4 separate regions of the Mus musculus genome follow, and all the other regions are linked to region 4. A link is a contact called in public promoter capture Hi-C data. All regions are on one chromosome and are shown on one strand. Each heading gives the region's core, a stretch centred on a gene start, on an enhancer-like site or on the middle of the called end of the contact. The rest is flanking DNA. Distances are from core to core; before and after follow the strand shown.

Region 1 (3,117 bases), core at 215-2,714, 810 kb after region 4:
ATGGGATGGAAGTTCTCTCACGGACACTCTTTGTAATTAGACAACGTGTAGAAAGCGTAGGTCAGCTCATAAATATTGCTTCATTACAATAAAGGCTGAGCCATATGAAGTTGCCATTATTGATGAATAAAAATGGCAGCTCCATGCAGTTTGTCCTAATAATTCTGATTCTAGCTCAATACCCAGAAGCCTTATTTCATTTGTAGGCTCTTTCAAGGCCCATTCCATTGGTAACTGTATTGTATCTGTCCCTTCTGCACATGACCATCACTTCTGGTGTTTTCTCTCTTGTTTGAGGACTTTGGGTAAACTGGAACATCCCTGAAGCTAGTGGCATTGAGATTCTTAAGGTGGCTAGTAGGAATTCACATGTGAGGTTGGGGTAGAACACTTGCCTAGAATGCTTGAGACTTTTGATGCCCAGAGCTACAGACAAAGTTCATTTGTGTAAAGTACCATGTCACAAGTGCCTAGCACACAGGTGGAGTTCAGAACTGAGCAATAAAGCATCCACAGTGGTGATGAGTGTCATCTTCATGTCAGTGTCAAACCGTGACACTTTCGGTTACACATTCTCCTACCTGCACTATCATCTCACTGACAGGCACCTTTCCTAAAAGCAGTCCCAGTGCTAGTGGCTAATGTATAAAATCATATCGCAAGTATTTAAAAGATGGCCTGCAGGCAGGCCAAATGGCTCAGTGGGAAGAGTGCCTGATACGCCATCCTGACAGCCTGAGTTGGATCCCTGAATCCCATGTGAACAGACCAGCACACCTACAGGGAGGCAGATGAAGACAGACTGTCAGAAGCTCTTGGGCCAGCTAGCCTGGAGTACCACATGCCTGCTGCAATGACAGGTGAGATCAAATAAGAGGAATGGATATGAAGGTGCATGTCTACAGAAGCAGGAGAATCTCAAAGGCAAAGTTCAAAGTTAGGCTGTCTACACAGTCTGGCCTGGTATACACAAGTTCCAGGCCAGCCAGGGCTACATAATGAGATCTTGCCCCCCTCCCCCAAATAATTATACAAACTGTTTCTATACAGTTAGCAGAGAAGCTGACGTTCAGAGGAGGAAGTGCCCTTCTGCGCATGTATGTAAACTGCACATTACAAATGTCAGGTGATGGCTCTTTTGAGAGCAAGATTGGGAAGTGATTTCTTACACACAGGCATCTGTCTTGTGGTGAGTATGAGGAACTGATGTGCAATTAGAAGGAAACATGGGTATTTATAAACAAGGAGAGTTCTGAAGTGCCACACTCATTTTATACTTACGTGTTACACTGAACGTCTCACTTATTAGCTCTAGTCGGACTCTTACAAGCCTACACGTCCTGCAAGTCACTTTCTCTTTGAAACCACAGTCTCTGCTCTTAAACACAGAGCACAGTGCAGCTGGTGGTGGGCAGATGAGAGCAGATCTGCCATGACACAGCTGCACTTGGGCCGCAGGTGGCCCCTGGCGTCAGTAGGCTTTCTACACAGAATTCTATCTTTTTTAGAGCTCCTTTGCAATAACCACATCTCCAGAACACACCCTAAAACCTAGGAGTTTTGTCCTCAGAGCTCAGGAAGTTCTGTGATTTCCTCTGCGGTTCATAAGTGCATCACACCTGTGTGCAGTCTTGTGATGTGGAATTGATTCCATAGCTCCGTAGCCAGGCACCTGCTGTGATATGTGAATCAAGCACTTGATTAAGGAATTGATTTTTGTATGTTGGGTTTTTGAGACAAGGTCTTGTGTAGCCCAGGCAGGCTTGAACTTGCTACACAGTCCTGGAGGACCTTGGACTCCTAATCCACCTTTCTCCACTTCCAAAGTGCTGGGATTCCAGGCGTATGTCCATAGCACCTGGCCCAGACGTTTGATTTTTAAGATACTCCTAGAATACCCAGGCTGGTTGCCAGGGCCTTGAATACAGCACTCTACCTCAAAGATATAACACTGAGTGGTTTTGAAACTAAACACTTTTATGAGCTATTAGCATCTCCCAGTCAATGAAGCCAACCCTAAATGTATCTTCTTGAGCCCTCGCTCATACCTATTGCTTTTGTTCAGTCATTGCCTGATCACGGAGTTATACGTGATGCGCCTTCCATTTCCTCCCATTTCCTCCCATCGTCTCCTCAGAGTCACAGCCGAGCCTGATGTGACCATGTTTCTATGGCCAGCCCTTCCTTCTCACACCATGGTTAGGCTCCTGCCCACTGTTTGTTATCAGTGCCTACACTGTATAAGGGGCCATTGAGAGGAGTGCTTGTTTTTTTGTTTGTGACCTGGAACCCCAGGAAAGTCCTACTTTCCTGTCATTCCTACACTTATTTTTAAGGGCAAGCAAATTTTATAGAGAATTAAAGTAACAGCTTCCTGTTGCAGAGAGGAGTCCTGAAGATGGGTTGTCCCCATTTGGTCGCTCTTATGTGTTTGTGTGTGCACAATTATATGCCAGAGGTCAATGTTGGGTTCTTTTTTACTCTCCACATTGTTTATTATTGTTATAGTTTACTGCTGCTGCTGCTGCTGCTACTACTACTACCACTACTACTACTTTTAAAACAGACTCTCTTACTGAACCTGAAGCTCACCAATTTGGCTAGATTAACTGACACTGAGCCCCAGGAATCCTCCTGTCTGTGCCTCTTCAGGGCTGGGATTATAGGTGTGTATATGTGTGTGGTTTTTCTATTTGTTTGTTTGTTTATTTATTTAATGTATGTGAGTACACTGTTACTCTCTTCAGATACACCAGAAGTGGGCATATGGATCCCATTACAGATGGTTATGAGCCACCATGTGGTTGCTGGGACTTGAACTCAGGACCTCTGAAAGAGCAGTCAGTGCTCTTAACCGTGGAGACATCTCTCCAACCCTATAGGTGTGCTTTTAAAGAAAGATTTTATGATGTATTTACTTATTTGTGTGTGTGTGTGTGTGTGTGTGTGTGTGTGTATGTGTGTGTGTGTGTGTTTCGTTGGGTATATGCATACAATTGTGGTTCTCCTTGAAGACTACAGGCATCAGATCCCCTGGAGCTGGAGTTATAGATTGTATGCTGCCCATGCGGGTGACAGGAATTGAACTCAGGTCCTATGCAAGGACATTTTCTCCGG
Region 2 (2,964 bases), core at 287-2,786, 760 kb after region 4:
GCAAAGGCAGGATCTACGGTACCTGGGCGTTGGCTTCGTGGAGTTTGTGTTCGGTGGAGACGTGGTGCCTTAGGAGCAGGGTTTTCTTGTAGTTGCGGGTCCCTCGCGAAAGCTCATCATGCCCCACCTGGGTAAGGTCCACGCCGCCCCCATCCTCGGGGATCTTTTGGCACCATCCGCAGAACATAAGGCCGGTATCCTTGGAGTACCGCAGCCAAGGGAAGTCCTTGAGCCAAGAGGTCTGGAAGGAGCACTGGAGCTTCTGCAAGAGGGACTTGGGCCTCGCGAGCGGGAAGTGCTGGACAGTCTCTCCTTCGCCAGCTCCCACACCGCTGCCCTCCGCTTCGTCCCCACCATCGCCGCCCGACCGCCTGCTGCTGCTGCAGCTGCCGCCTTCCGCCCCACTGCCATCGCCCGGGCTCGCCCCCTCCTCCTCGGTGCTGTAGCTCAGGGACGCCCCGTCCTGCATCCACTCCTTCCCCTCCAGCGCGTCCAGCTCCGGATCCACGGCCGCCGGCCCTCGCCCATTGAAATGCCTGAGGGGCCACGCCGAGGTCTCCGGGCGGCCGCGGCTGCTGCCATTGTTGCCGAGACCCCCGCCGCCTCCCCCGCGGAAGGCCAGAGTCCGACGGTTCCTTTCCGCTAGCAGGGGGCCCCCCGCGCCGCCGCCCAGCAAGGAGGGGCCGCCCGTGTCCTGAGGGAGCAGCAGCAACTCCTTGACGTCCTCGGCGGCGGCCGCGCCGGCGGCGGCCTCCGAGTCCTGGGGCTCCAGGCCCTCCAATTCCATTTCCTCGTCGGCCCCGCGCCCATTCGGCTGCTGCGGCGCGGGCGGCGCGGGCAGTCGCGGTTGCGGCTGCGGAGGCCAAGAAGAGGCCTCCCCGCCAGCGTTATTGTTCGTGGGGCCGCCGCCGCCGGTGACCAACCCGCCTCCTCGGAACGCCAGCGTCCTGCGGTTCATCTCACTGAACGACATGGCGCGCGCCGCGGTCACCGCCGCCGCCGCCGCCGCCCGGTGCCTCGGCTCGCGCCCGGGCTCCGGCCGCGTCCCGCGCGCTCGCCGCGGCTCCCCCAACGCTTCGCCCCCGCCCCCGCCCCCGGCGCTGCGCTGCGCCGCTCTGCGCTGCGCTCCCGCCGGCCCGGCCTCACCCTCCCGCCGGCTCGCGCTCGCTCCCGGGCCGCCGCACGCGTCTACTGCCGCCGCCGTCCCAGCCGCGTCCTCTCCACCCGCGCCCCGCCGCGCTCCGGGCAGCGTCCCGCGCGGAGCGGTGGGCGGGCAGCGGAGCGGCGAGCCGGGCGCGTGCGGCCTTCGAAGTTGAGGAGGAGTGCGGTTGCCCCTCCGCTGCCCCGCTTCAGCGCTGCGCGCACACACCGGCCCGCCAACAGATCTCCGTCCTCGGGGGGAGTCGTGTCGCCGCCGCCGGCTGCCGAGGCGCGGACGCGAGAGGCGCGCTAAGCCGCCAGGCTCCGCCACATAGCGAGCCGACAATAAAGCCGGCGGAGCGTTTCCGTCCGACCAGGCCCTGGCGGAGGTCGAATGGCAAATGAACAACGGACCGTGCGCCCACAATGCACCGGGGTAGCAGTAACCGCTGGAGGGGGAGAGGGTGGGGGCCGGCCGGGGGAGGGGGCGGGCTGGGCCGGGCTGGGCTGGGCCGGGGGCGCCCGGGGACCGGGAAAGGGGCCGGCCGCTCGGGCCCGCGGGCGGGGGTGCGGCCACGGGAAGGAAGCGGGCGGGGCACGGGCTGGGGTCTCGGGGCGGGGCCGGCTCGGCCAGGACAAACAGCTGGCGGGTGTCAGGGGCCGGCTCGCCGCGGCGCGCCCGTGCGCACGGTCCCCGGCTCTCGCCACGACTTCACCTGGGACTCCAGGAGTAAGTGCGGTGGGAGCGCGCCCGGCCCTGTCATCTGCCGGGGGAGGGGTGGGTGGCCGTGCCCGAGGAAGTGAACTTATTTTGTTCCTGCACAAAAGACTGGACCAGGCGGTGCCTCCCTCGCGAGGACACCTCCTTGGGCTCCTTGTGTACGCCGGGCAGCACCTCTGGCCCCGGGCGACGATCGTTTCGCAGAAAATGCACCGCCCCGAGTGTCTTATTGCTGTGATGAAATGGAAATTTAAATAAAAGGTCGAACACGTGCGTTCAGTGGGAAGTATTGACATGGGTGTTACATCACCAGCAGCCAATCAGATATCTCCAGTCGTGTTTATACTTCTACAACCACCTTGTGAGTATTACAGTATGTCATAGCGTTATAAATATTAGGCAGGGTTTTCCCCATGAACGGGGAGGAGTCAGCTGCTGCGGGCGCCGCGTGCGGCCGCGAAGGGAGTGCAGCTCCGAAGACAGGGTGTGTAGATGAGAATTAATTTTTAGGATTTTGAGAAAAGCTCTTGGCATCGCGTATGGAATTTAGAGTGATTACATCGGTCTAAGCTGGAAATGAACCTCCCTAAGTTATATTAGTTTACTTTTTTGTTTTTGTTTTTCAGAAAGAGGCCTTGCCAATTAAGAACCCTTAAACTCACCCTCCCCATTAACTATGCTCTATTTGGAAAACATTAGCACGTTTACACTCATTAATTCACAAAGTGAGGTCGATTTATCTGTTATTTATTGGGAGCGATTTTTGAAACAGGGTCAAGGCCAGCCTAGTCTACATTTTAGGTCAGCCAGGGATACACACAAAGATCCTGCCTCAGTATCTCGAGTTCTGGTATTACAGGTGTGAACCACCATGTTGCACAAGCTTAATTTAAAAATTCGTATGTTTGAGCCTATTTCAGGCTTTCTTTCCTGTTTTTTTTCCCCCTGCCTTTCTTAATTTTTTGTTTTGTTTTGTTTTGTTTTTGTTTTTCGAGTCAGGGTTTCTCTGTGTAGCCCTGGCTGTCTTGGAACTCACTCTGTAGACCAGGCTGGCCTCGAACTCAGAAATCCACCTGCCTCTGCCTCCCAAGTGCTGGGATTAA
Region 3 (2,920 bases), core at 234-2,733, 560 kb after region 4:
GTTAATTGGAAAAAAAAAGAAAGTACTGGGCCAGAGAGGTGACCCTGCAGTCACGAGCACTAAGTGCTGGGTTCTGTTCTAAGCACCAGAATCAGAGCGCACAGCTGCAGCTGCTGCGGCTGCAGGAGATCAGTGCATTCTGGCTTCATCGGGCCCTGCACAGCCATAGCACACACAGACAAGTCCACGTGGATAAAGAAGAATAGATTATTTTCAAAAAGAAATTAAAGAATGAAAAATATATTGTAGCTTCATTTTTAGCATGCTCAGTGTATAGGAATGGTATCAGCTGCTTTTTAGCATACTCAGTGTATATGGGATGGTGTCAGCTGCTTTTCTCTTGCTGTGATGAAACACCATGACTAAGGCAGCTTACTGCAGAGTTGGGTCCATGATAGTGAATATAAAGGGAGGGGCAAGAAACTGCGAGCTCACATTTTCAATCACAGCACAAAACAGAGAGAGAGAGAGCACCAGGCTTTGAAGACTCAACCCCCCCCCTCCCACTGGCATACTTCCTCCACTGGGACTATACCTCCTATCTTAGGGTTTACTGCTGTCAACAGACACTATGACCAAGGCAACTCTTCTTTGTTTGTTTGTTCATTATTAATAATTATATTATTATTTATTAATTATTTTATTTACATCCCAAATGTTGCCCCCTCCCAGAGTTCTTCCCCCCAACCCCTCCTCTTCGCCTATGAGAGGATGCCCCCCTCCAGTGTCCCTCCTCCCTGGGTCATCAGGTCTCTACAGGATTAAGCACATCTCTTCTACTGACAAGGCAACTCTTCCAAGAACAGCATTTAATTGGGCCTGCTTACGGGTTCAGAGGCTCAGTCCATTATCATCAAGGCAGGAGCGTGGTAACATCCAGGCAGGCACGGTGCAGGAGGAGCCAACAGTTCTACATCTTGATCGGAAAGCAGTTGGGAGACTGAGTCTTCTGCACTGGGCAGAGCTTCAGAGCCCACCCCCACAGTGATGCACTTCCTCCAGCAAGGCCACCCCTCCTAATAATGCCACTTCCCATGAGCCAACGGATTTAAACCACCACACCTCCTCAGCCTATCCTAACAGCTCAATCAACTGAGAAACCAAGTATTCAAACACCTGACCCAATGGGGGCCATTTTCACTCTTAAACAGCCACAGGGATTAACTTAGCTAAGCCCCATTACCAACCTAAAGATTGGTATGATGACTATCTTTTTGCATGTATGCTACAGCTTGAGTGTGATGTTCTCACCCTGTCTACACACACCCTTTTCCAAGAAGCTTATGTGTGAAGACTTGGTCTGCGGCTTGTAGTCATTCAGAATTTTTTTTAACCCATTGAGTCTAATTAGCTTTGCCCAAATTTGCATGGGTGTGGGGCCATCTACTCTTGTGTGGTTGCACCAGCCAGCAGCCACAGACTCCCCCTCGTCCAGCAGCCTGCCACTCTCAGTAGCTTCTCTGCTAGAGACAGGATCCCACTCACTTGGCAGTGCTGACTGGCTTGAGCTTGGGCACATCCTCTACAGCAGCCTCACAGCTCTAACTTGGTGAGCGCACAGTGTTGTCACGATCAGAAGACACTGTTTAGCTGTGGTCCTCCCCAGCCTCTGGCTGTACAGCCTTTCCCCCTCCCACCTCAGAGATGGTCCCTGAGCGTCATGGAGGAGGGGTGTAAAATCGATGCCTGACTTTTGGCTGAGCAAAGCACAGACACTTTGGCCCATTATCAGTGCCTGTATTAACTGCCATCAGCTGATAAGACCTGAGAGCCGCAGTCGTCAAATGCTTTGGCATAGTATAATCAAAAGACACAGGATTTGATACTTACATGCTGAGGAATGAGAATAAGAAAATTTTGTTTTATATAATTAAGCCATGTATGTTTCTATAAGAGCAGAAAACTTTCTATGTACTGTAAAACACTGCAATTATAACATATAGTAGGCTTCAAAGCTGAATCCAGATGTTCAGGGGTATAGGCATTGGGTGGCGTAACAACATGTGCTATACAGAGTGTGTATGTGTCTGGTGTGTGTGTGTGAGAGTGAGAGAGAGATGTATGTATGTATGTGTGGTGTGTGTGTGTGTGTGTGTGTGTGTGTATGGTGTATATCTGTGTGTGATGTATATGTTGTGTATGTGTGTGTGTGGTGTGTATGTATGGTATGTGTGTCTGGTGTGTATGTATGTGGTGTGTGTGTGTATGTGTGGTATGTGTGTATGGTGTGTATGGTGTGTATGTGTGTGTGGTGTATGTGTGTGTGTGTGTGTGTGTGTGTGTGTGTAGTGTATATGTGGGGTGTTTATGTGTATGTTGAGAACAAAGCCTACAGTGAAGTTAGGCAATACCCCATGGGTAAGGGTTCCCAGAGACACTTCAGAATTACTCTGCTTTTAGTATTGAATTAATTGTGATCATTGTTGTTTGGAAACTGTTTGCTGGGCAGAGAAGGTAGCTCAGCTGGTGATGTGCTTAGGAGGACTTTAGCTTAGTCCCCATGTGTAAACAGTGTATAAAAGCTAGGCTCAACTGCATACACTTGTAACCCCAGTGCTGAGGTGGGTACCAGCAGCTCCTGGGGGGCTTGCTGGCCGACCAGCCTAGTATTCATGGAAAGTTCTAAGTACTGAAAGACCTTGCATCAAACAATCAGGTGGGTGATGCCTGAGAAGCAGCCCCCAAGGCTGTGCTCTGTCCTCTGCTCGCATGTCTTCCTGTGCACATACCCATGTCCCCTCACACAGTAATACAGCCACAAAAAGGAAAACTATTGCTGAGTTATTCCAGATTGAGTTATCTTGCGTGTTGCATGACTGCAGCAAAGGCTATAAATTAATCAAGTGTTTTAATGTTATGATACTTTAGTCTACAGGCAGTAGACACAGCTCAGCAGGTAAGGTAACTTGCCCACCTGGGC
Region 4 (2,844 bases), core at 116-2,615:
AACAGTGCTCTCTACTGGCTCTCACTCACACCTGTGCGGCTTTCCACTGTGGACAAGGAAAGACACAAACCCCTAATGCATCCACATTCTGACAATAGCGTTAGCACAAACAGGATTCATCAGGAGCCAGACTTAGCCCCATAGTGTGCTGAATGTTTAAAAGAATTAAGGCTGGTTCTTAACCAGGGAGGAATACTGTGAACAGCAGCGCCTGAAGCTGCCTCCTCCTACCAGCAGTACCTCTTCCGAGAGAGTACCTTTCCGTTAACCCCATCCCACTTCCTAGCATCTGTGACAAGTGTCGATTTCGTTGTCTGTTCTGTGTTTACCAATGCATCCCTATCTTAAGAGTAGGCAAAACTGGCAACAGACAACGAGGCACTATTTCCAGTGAGGGTGAATTTGAACCTTGCCCACTCTCTGGTTAGGCTTTAAGGAGCAAGTGCTTGCTGCAAAGCCACACCCATCTTGTAGCAGTTGGCAGCCACGGCCCAGCAACAGCAGTTTCTGATTATAGTTTTCCAGCCAGGCCCAAGTCTCCTTGCTCCTCACCCTCCAGAATCAAGAGAAAGAAGTAGAACAGAACGGTCGCAAGACAACAACCATGCACAATGGATGTCTCCGCACTTCGCCCACATGCCACCAGCTGTCGACCGTGCAGCGCCGCGGGCGCCACGCCTAGCCAGTGCGGCGAGGAGAGGACCTGAGACGTGCTGCAGAGAAAGGGATATAAGCAGCATCATTCATAGCCTCTAAAGAGCTTCTGCAGAAACCACGCCCTACCACGCGGTGTCCTCTCTGAGGCGGAGATGGGGTGGAGGGGACTGGCGCCATCGAGGAACAAAAGATGGGGCAAAGGGAAAAGGAGAGTGAGTGCTGCCACGCCAGGGGAGGATGATGGGGCAGGACGGTGGCACAGGTGAGGATAGGAAGAGAAGTGGGGATAACATTAAGAGGCAACTGAGGGGCTGTTTGTAGGGGGCTCACAGCAGTACCGCTGGCACGCACCTGTGAAGGGCCGGAAGCAATGAGGGGCTGCTTCGGGGGCAAGAAGCAGAAAAGGGGAGAAGCGGGGTGACCCACCACGTGCGGAGCCGGCGACAAAGGCGGGCACTCCATCCTAACTGCCGCAAGGTGCTCCCTGCAGCTCCCCCGATCGCATGGTGGAAGGGAACCAACACATCCCCACAAGGATGAGGAGCCAGGGAGGGGTTCGGCGATAAAATCTCACCTAGCTCTTTCATGTACTCCTCAAAGCCGTGGCTTTCCATCAGGCGCCACTTCCCTTCGAGATCCTTAAGACTGGCCATGGTGGGAGGGAGAGCACAAAAGCAGCAGAGACGCGGTGGCGAGGGCGCTGTTCCGCTCCTGGCGCCATCTGCGCTTATATCGTCCTTGGTGTGGGGGTGGTGTCGGGCAGCCAATAGGAGGCGCGCCTCAGCCTGGTACCGCCCCTCGCCACGCCCGGACTTGTGCGCCTTGGGCTGTGCTGGGGGGTCTGAAGGTGCCACCCTGGCCTGGCTGCGCCGGACTGGGACGTCACGTTTCCCGCAGCTCCTGCAAGCTGCGACTCGTCTGGCGCGCCCTGTGCCTCCCTTAGTGACAGCTGCGGCACAGTCCCGTGGGCCCAGGGATCACCCCCACCCCCACCCGCGCCATCTGAGGACAGCCTGCGCGCCGTGGTCCCACTGTCCTGCCGCCTCCATTTGCTTTTGATAAGTACCTGGGAGGAACAAATTAGCCATCGCTTGGCGCTATAGGAATTGAATGGCTGATTACTGAATTAATAAACTGCAATCTCCTTAGCCCTACATCCTACTCCCTCATGAAAGAACCTTCTGACCCCACCCTCCCGCCTCCTGGGGCCTCACTGGGGCCTCTTGGTTGTCTGTCTGTGCATGCTAGACAATCCTGGCAGCAGTCTCTAAGGGAGATTACAATGCTCTACAAGTTTGTTTTCTCCACTACACTAGCAAGTTTCAGCTTAGGTAACTGTCACTTCCTGAAAAATCTTACTAGCTTCTATTCCCCGATCAGGGATCAAAACTTTTACTTCCCTCCATCCTTTGAGGGTGGCTGGCCCAGCTATGAATTAGTAAATTGCCTAGAATATACTGACTATAAAAAAAAAATTATCACTTTGATATGCACTGAAGTCCCACAAAACATAAGGCTCCAAGGACAATCCGCTGACAGTTAGATGCCATCGCCAGTCACAGAATCTGAGTGTGTGGGGAGGGGAGGCAGGGAGAGATACAGGGAGACAAAGGGAGCACATTTTATGAGACAGTGAGAAGAGGAATTGAGTAAAGGTTATGGAGCGGTCATGTAGCCCAGGCTAGCCTCTAACTCCATATGCAGCTAGTAGCTCCTGACCATCACTCTCCAGCTACCACATGCTGACATTACAGGTGTGGCCAACACCCTTGCGGAAGTTGTCATTACACAGTTACTGATCCTCACTTTCAGTGTCATTTTTAGTAAGCCACCTGTGATAGTCCATGCTTTGTTAGGATTCAGGTTTGTATTAGATAATTTGCCCAACCACAGGCCAATGTAAATGTCCTAAGTCTGTTTGAGGGCAGCTGAGCCATAATTTTTTACTAGGTTGGATATATACAATAACTCTAAGTGAATTTACTGCAGTCACGCTGCCCTGCAGCTGAGGAAGTGAACCCAGGATGGAAGACTCCTTCAGATCCACAGCACCCACACAAAAGCTGCTGCTGTGTCTGCACCTAGAACTGCAGCTCCCTGGTACAGCCCACCCGGCATTGGCAAGCTTCCGGGTCAGTCAGAGATCCTGTCGTGGCAGACAGCTGATGTCAACTACTAGCTTCCACA

Evidence for each region. Promoter capture Hi-C pulls out the DNA fragments that hold promoters and counts their contacts. Capture Hi-C pulls out chosen DNA fragments and counts their contacts.
Region 1: a promoter capture Hi-C map of pre-B cells shows a contact between it and region 4, with 2.8 times the contacts expected there. The contact joins the enhancer-like site here to the promoter of Fabp5 in region 4. A contact is called at or near these places in 3 of 39 promoter capture datasets (cranial neural crest, embryonic stem cells and pre-B cells) and 1 of 115 datasets of contacts at active chromatin or transcription factors (astrocytes).
Region 2: a promoter capture Hi-C map of adipose tissue shows a contact between it and region 4, with 4 times the contacts expected there. The contact joins the promoter of Zbtb10 here to the promoter of Fabp5 in region 4. A contact is called at or near these places in 12 of 39 promoter capture datasets (the 3T3-L1 cell line, the C10 cell line, the HPC-7 cell line and 6 more), 1 of 484 Hi-C or Micro-C datasets (pre-B cells), 1 of 115 datasets of contacts at active chromatin or transcription factors (microglia) and 2 of 9 other capture datasets (adipose tissue and liver).
Region 3: a promoter capture Hi-C map of hippocampal neurons shows a contact between it and region 4, with 2.0 times the contacts expected there. The contact joins the enhancer-like site here to the promoter of Fabp5 in region 4. A contact is called at or near these places in 3 of 39 promoter capture datasets (hippocampal neurons, liver and pre-B cells) and 1 of 115 datasets of contacts at active chromatin or transcription factors (astrocytes).

Annotation. Positions count from the first base shown.
Region 1 is chr3:9,197,153-9,200,269 of GRCm38.p6, reverse strand. No RefSeq gene overlaps it. Among named protein-coding and RNA genes, the nearest start is that of Gm52635, 13 kb to the left of the region's middle. Within about 2 kb of position 1,464, at least 44 of the 459 cell types and tissues checked have an H3K27ac peak or open chromatin away from gene starts, as enhancers often do. A contact at or near this core is called in pre-B cells, where this site is marked.
Region 2 is chr3:9,249,139-9,252,102 of GRCm38.p6, reverse strand. It overlaps Zbtb10 (zinc finger and BTB domain containing 10), which reads right to left and starts at 1,536. Exons shown (of 6, transcript NM_177660.3): 1 at 23-1,536. The coding sequence starts at 973.
Region 3 is chr3:9,453,559-9,456,478 of GRCm38.p6, reverse strand. All of the region lies in intron 4 of Zfp704 (zinc finger protein 704), which reads left to right. Among named protein-coding and RNA genes, the nearest start is that of C030034L19Rik, 52 kb to the right of the region's middle. Within about 2 kb of position 1,483, at least 12 of the 459 cell types and tissues checked have an H3K27ac peak or open chromatin away from gene starts, as enhancers often do. A contact at or near this core is called in hippocampal neurons, where this site is marked.
Region 4 is chr3:10,011,106-10,013,949 of GRCm38.p6, reverse strand. It overlaps Fabp5 (fatty acid binding protein 5, epidermal), which reads right to left and starts at 1,365. Exons shown (of 4, transcript NM_010634.3): 1 at 1,232-1,365. The coding sequence starts at 1,310.